Linked DNA regions of Mus musculus: region 1 is linked to region 2. The links are chromatin contacts, called in public HiChIP or PLAC-seq maps. All regions are on one chromosome and are shown on one strand. Each heading gives the region's core, a stretch centred on a gene start, on an enhancer-like site or on the middle of the called end of the contact. The rest is flanking DNA. Distances are from core to core; before and after follow the strand shown.

The links. HiChIP or PLAC-seq counts read pairs in DNA pulled down with a chosen protein or histone mark.
Region 1: a contact with region 2 is called in an H3K27ac HiChIP or PLAC-seq map of microglia, with 2.7 times the contacts expected there. The contact joins two enhancer-like sites. A contact is called at or near these places in 1 of 115 datasets of contacts at active chromatin or transcription factors (microglia) and 2 of 9 other capture datasets (liver and pancreatic islet).

The regions. Positions count from the first base shown.
Region 1 is chr17:28,418,545-28,421,660 of GRCm38.p6, forward strand. All of the region lies in intron 5 of Fkbp5 (FK506 binding protein 5), which reads right to left. Among named protein-coding and RNA genes, the nearest start is that of Gm22146, 26 kb to the right of the region's middle. Within about 2 kb of position 1,752, at least 132 of the 459 cell types and tissues checked have an H3K27ac peak or open chromatin away from gene starts, as enhancers often do. A contact at or near this core is called in microglia, where this site is marked.
Region 2 is chr17:28,293,049-28,296,348 of GRCm38.p6, forward strand. It overlaps Ppard (peroxisome proliferator activator receptor delta), which reads left to right. Exons shown (of 8, transcript NM_011145.3): 4 at 2,293-2,447. Among named protein-coding and RNA genes, the nearest start is that of Fance, 19 kb to the right of the region's middle. Within about 2 kb of position 1,608, at least 86 of the 459 cell types and tissues checked have an H3K27ac peak or open chromatin away from gene starts, as enhancers often do. A contact at or near this core is called in microglia, where this site is marked.

The DNA.
Region 1 (3,116 bases), core at 502-3,001, 130 kb after region 2:
CTGCCCAATCATCAGCTCTCCTTTATTTTACAAATTAAGGTGGGAAGCAGGTTTACAGGAAATCACCTGAGTGCTGACTCATTCCTTGTTCTAAACTACTCACAGGAGAACAGAATTAACAAATATAATTAGCCCCAGGGCTATCCACAACAGGGGGCTGGAGAGAGGGCTCAGCAGACTGACTGACTGCTCTTCCAGAGGTCCTGAGTTCAATTCCCAGCAACCACAGGGTGGTTCACAACCATCTGTAATGGGATCCCATACCCTCTTCTGGTGTGTCTGAAAACAGCTGCATATAATAAATAAATCTTAAAAAAACAAAACAAAACCAAAGACCTAAGTGAGATTCCCAGAGTCTGTAAAAAATTTCAGACATTCTCTTTCCGTGTGCTAAGCATCGCTGTGTGCAGGAAAGATGAATGAATGTCAGAAGAAAGCAAAAAGTAACCAGAAAGTCAGGATGTGACAAAGGCAGAGCAGGAAGGCAATTGCTGGGGCTGGAGACAGTGGGGAAGAGAACCTGCTGCTTGTGCCACAGAGCTGGGGTTCCATTCCTAGCATCTGTATGGAAGCCAGTAACTGTAATAACTGTCTGTGCCTCCAGCTCCTGGGGTCTAATGCCCTCTTCTGGCTTCCATGGGCACTGCATGGATACATTCAGACAAAAAAAGATATACACATAAAAATCTAAAAAGGAAAAAAAAAGGTTTTATTAATTTACATACGTGTGTGTTTGACTATATGCTATGCATGTACAGGTGCCCACAGAGGTCAGAAGAGGGCATCAGAGCCCTAGAACATGGAGTTACGTGGATTTTTTAAGTTGTCCAATTGTGTCTGGAAAATCAGCAGCTAGCCCAAGGTTGCCTGCACCTGATGTCCCAATCTTATTACCTGGGCGTCAGTGGTAGAAGAGGGGAATCATTTCTTCTCACTCTACGTGCACACTTACATACATAATAATACAAATTAGAGATCTTAGGTGACATTCCCGATTCCTCACACATACATGCATGCACCAATCACTTCAGGACATGATGGAATGTTAAGTCAGGAAAAATGAAGGGTCAGAGCTGGTAAACACAGCCCATGATTGTCTCCATGTACATGGAGAAAGGTCACCACAGGCTGGATTGTTTGGCTTCTGAACACTGGTGTGACAAGTCCTGCAAGGTTGCTGACGAGAGCTCGCAGCACCAGGGCCCTGGCAGGCCTCTGCACAGTAAGGACTTGCTCTGAGCGGATCCATGCAGAGGCGCCCGGTTCCTAGTAATCCCACTTCCCCTGCTCTGACTCTGGAAGACCTGTGGGTGCTTTTGACTTTGTATTCCATAGCACAAATACTCATTTCATAAATATTTAATACAAGCCACCATGACTCACTCGGGAGCTCAGCCTCTAGGGCTCAGGAGGTCTGCTGCTAATCTCATCCAGCATGATTTACAGGAAGCAAATGATCTACAATGGTCTCCAAGTGAACACAAGTGCACACAGGAGGCTTTTCTTAGGGATTTTTTTTTTTTTTTTTTTGGTAAAGAGAAACAAACAAGTTTAAAACTGGCAATATTTTCTCTTGACTTAAAAGTCTATGTAACCTGTAAGGGGGGTACTCCAACAAACCCCACAAAGTCAAAGCAAACCAAACTAGCCAAGTTCAGCTGTGCAATCCAGAGTGTAAGCACATCAAGTGAGTCTGGTCACTGCAGACATCACTTAAACTGAGCTCTGACTTATTGTTCTCTTACTGCCCTAGAGCAATTTTGTTTTGAAGAGCACAGAACACCCTGTTCTGAATGTGGCTGGCACATGAACTCGATGTGCTGACAGCAATTTGTTCTCCGATTAAAATGGGGGTGGGGAGCATACAGCAGTAACAAAAACTGAAATGTGAGAACCCCAAAACTGTACAGCTTGTATTTCAGGAAGCAAAACTGAGGAAGAGGCTGCAACTTTTTAAAAAAAGTGCTGTAAATGCCCCAGCCTAAGATGTGAGCTCGGTGAGCGCCTGCTTTCCCTTTTCTAATTATAGTAGCTGGTGTCTGATAGCTCTGCACTCGTCCCCAAAGACTGGGTGATGGGCTCTGAACGGCAGTGTTGTAATGGCATCACTACTAGGAAAGACTGGTCATCTGGCTAGCAGAACCCAGGGTGGGACCAGTCAATGACACTGGGCAAGGGTTCCCAGGAGAGTGGATGTTATTATGCCCCAAGAAGGCAAGCCGGGACTCTTGTAAAGCAGCGAGGTACATTAACCACTGACCACAAGGACATCATTCCTGTCAGGCATGGTGCTCAGACTCCCCCCACACAGCCTCCCTTCCTGCTCTAACTCAGGGGAAGGGTGCACTGCGAGCCAGACCCTAGCCCAGGGCAGGCGCGGGTCCTGACTACTGGAATGGCTTTTATGATCTTAACTGCTCTTCCTTTTACAACAGCAGAGGACTTGAGCACACCTCAACATTAGCCAGTGTCATTCTGCCGCCTAACAACTCTGTCTGTGGTCTCTCCTCCGTTGGTGAGATGATCCTGGCTAGCCTGAAACTGCTAGCAGAAGCGAAGCATTCCAAAGCTAAGTGTAGTGGCGTCTGGCAAGCAGAGGCAAGAGGATCCCAGCCTGTTTGAGAGCAGCTAGGGCTTCATAAAGAGCTGGGAGGTTGAGAGCTACCTGGTGAGACCTGTTCTCAAGCAAACACACATAGCAGCAACAACAACAGGGAGTTTTAAGTACTGAGGAGCTTGGTGATAGGACTCAGAGTAGAGTGCTTACTCCGCACTCTTGAAGCACGAGGTATGAGTCCCAGACCCACACAAAGTAAATAACTAAGAGTTTAGAGTGGGCATAGTGGCACGGGCACTTTGGGGGATTATCACTCAACTCAAGAGGCAGAGAGAGGCAAGAGGACCAGTATTTCAAGGCCAGCCTTAGTGACAGGAGACCTTGTCTCTGAAGAAAACAAAGGGGCTGGACAGATGGCTTGGCTGTTAGCACTTGTTGCTCTTGTAGAGAGGGCCTGGGTTCAGTTCCTAGCAGCCACAAGTGGCTCACAACTACCTATCACTCCAGTTCCAGAGGATAGGATGCCCTCTTCTGCCCTCCTCAGGCACCAGTCATACAT
Region 2 (3,300 bases), core at 358-2,857:
AGAACTAAATCCAGAGTGTTCGTATGACCTGTGACCCCAGTGCTGGGGTTAGGAGACAGGAGACCCCTAGGCTCACTGCTCAGTCAGCCAGGCCAGGCAGAGAGCTCCTGGTTTGGTGGGAAACCATGACTCAAAAAATACAGTGGAAGTCATGCGTGGTGTCCATCACCTTTAATCCCAGCACTCAAGAGGCAGAGGCAGGAGGATCTCTGAGTTTGAGGCCAGTGTGGTCTATAAATCTAGTTCCAGGACAACCAGGTCTATACAGAGAAACTGTGTCTCAAAAAGAAAATAAAAGAAAAAAAGACAACAGTGAGGAGTGATACACACACACACAGACACACACACACACACACACACACATGCATGCATGTTCAAGGCTGACCTCAGTCACATAGTAAATTCAAAACTAGCCTGGGTCACAAGAGCTATTGTCTCAAAAAAAAAAAAAAAAAGAGGAAAGAGAGAATTCAGGAAGGGAAAATAGTGCCCACAGAGCAGACCCAACCTTTTGCACCCTCGCCCTGAAGAGCTTGGGGCAGTGTTCTGTGTGAAGAAGGGTCTTATAGAATCCCAACGTCCACTTGTGCAGTCACCGATCTGCCACACTCTGATCAGGGTGTAACAGAGAAGGCACAGGACCATCACCTCCAGGAGCTGTGCCTGCAGTGGGGTCATTCTCCTGGGTGTGATATTGTGGTGGTATGAGGACAAATCCTCAAGCCAGTGGCCAGCCAGGAAGAAGCAGAAACATTGTTTTTGGAAAAGCCACCCAGACACTATTTCTATCCACTCAGCACACATACTCAGATGACGCCATACCCGTCCCCACAGGTCCTGCTTCTCTGGCCTTGTGTGTCAAGTTACACATGGCTTGGAGCCCTCACTCAAGCTGAGGCATTCCACCACTCACTGGTGAGCTGGGCCTGTTTCTCTGTGGTAGTAATTCCCCTGGCCTACCTCGGGTAGCCAGTAGGACCTGGTTATCTTGGCTAATCACAGGGTTCTGGAGGTGTACAGACACCCCACCCCATCCCCGAGCCAGAGAGCACTCCAGGACAGCCATGGATGTGGGGAGACAAGAGGCTGTACCGGGTTTCTCCTGGCCCTGCCTGCACAGGAGGGGCTTGCCGTGGAGAGCACAGACCCAGAGAGCTGGGGAGCTTGCCATGAGCTTGGTATCCACAACTTCTCAGCCTTGGGCGTCAGTGTGCCCACATGAGAACGCACAGACCCCATCCCCATCCCTTGGTGAAACTACCAGGAAGTCCAAAGCTGCTTTACCCTCCAGGAGGGCCTGCCAGAGAAAATGAGGGGATCAGCTCTCCTCAGCTGGGGCCGGAGGGCATTTATACCTTTGGAATGACAGTCGTCCTGAACTAGGGTTCCAGGCCACTTATGACCTTATGTAACACACGCAAACTTTAGCGTCTGGGATGGCTATAGCCCCCATGGTCCCTTGCTGCCTGAGTTCCCCTGCTGTGGCCAGTGTACAGGCTGGGAGTGCTGGTCTGCGCTGATCACGTGGCTGTGGTCTCTCTCCTGCTTGAGTGTCTCTCACTGGTCTGGGGAGTTGGTGCCTGTCTCTGAGGAAGTGAGTCTGCAGCCCCAGGAGCCAGCCCAGACTGTAAGTAAGGCCAGCAAACGGAAGTGGATGGGTAGTACTGTGAAGCCAGTCTCATCGCTTGTCTCCTCCTTAAATCTCAAAGTAGACTCAGAAGAGGCTCGCTGGCGTCTAGACAGTTGTGTGACAGCAGGTCCATCCCTGTGACCGTGCAGTTACAGCCTCCCACTGTCCTTGCCAGCCTTGAAACCTCAGCCCAAACCTCTGTGTACGCAGTAGAACAGGGCAAGCTGGTGCTGCACCTGAGCTCACTCCAGCAGGACTTCTGGGAGAGTCCTGACAGCAACCCTGGGGTCCACAGAGACTTGAACTCCTGGGATGGGAGCCAGCTGGGCGGAGCTCCGCACCCCCACAGTTCCCAACAGACACACTCCACCCCACCATCATCCGGGACCCACTGAAGATGCTATTTACCCAAAGCCCACCAGGCCCCCTCCTCTCCCAGTCAGGGAGGCTGTGAGCGGCAGCTGCTCAGCTGCCTGCCTAGCGGGGCTTCCCCCGACCCTGAACTGGAGAGGAGGCTGGGCCCTTGAAGCTTTTCCCCAGTCACACAGCCCATGGCTGCTGAGCTCTTCAGCTGAGCTCTAGGCTGCAGCTCTTCCTTCCCCCACCTGGCTTGTAGGCCTGGTAGCTGATTGTTTAACTGCCCCTCCGTCCTGTCTTCACAGACCTCTCCCAGAATTCCTCCCCTTCCTCCCTGCTGGACCAGCTGCAGATGGGCTGTGATGGGGCCTCAGGCGGCAGCCTCAACATGGAATGTCGGGTGTGCGGGGACAAGGCCTCGGGCTTCCACTACGGGGTCCACGCGTGCGAGGGGTGCAAGGTACAGATGGACTGAGGGGCGTGGGGATTTGCCTGCTTCAGGTAGGACCCCGAAAATAGCTCCAGCAAAGCTCTTTGGTTCCTTAGAGGCCTGAGCTCTGGGTCATCCAAGGGAAGAAAAGACAGGTGTCCAAATGGACACCTGCCTACTGACCCAGCTATCCACTCAGACGCTGTGGATGGCCAGCTCTGGGGCCTGGGCTCCAGCAGGCAGGCAGGGAAAGAGCAAGCTTGGGCTGAGTGTCCATTGAAGTCAGTTTCCAGGGCCTTGGGTCTTAAGAGGATCTTTGGCAAGAGAGTGATGCTTCTAAGTTGTTCTAACGACACACCATCAGAATTTCACAAAGCGCCATCTGAAAGGATGGCGAGAGGCGGCTCAGTGCTGAAGAGCGCTTGCTGCTCTTCTGAGGATCCGAGTTTGATTTCCAGCAACCATGTCTGGTGGTTCAATCTCCTATTACCCCAGCTCCAGTCCTCTTCTGGCCTGAAGTCACCCACACTCAACATGCGTGCACGTGCCCACACACAGGTACACATGCGCCCACACGCAGGCACACATGCATTAAAGTATATCTTTCAAATTGCCATATGGGGTTGGAAATGTGCTTGCCTGCCTGGGAGAAGCCCTTGGTTTGAGCGACATCACCACAAAAACTGGGTGTGGTGCTATACACGGTAATCTTAGGGATTTGGAGCTAAAGGCAAGAAGATCAGCTCAAAGTTGGGCTGGAAAGATGGCTCAGCGGATAGAGCTGCTGCCTTAAGCCTGGTGACCCGAGTTCCGTTTCCAAGAACCAACTGGAAAGAGGGAACCAATTCTTGTCTGCTGGCCTTCACATGCATAGCCCCCCACA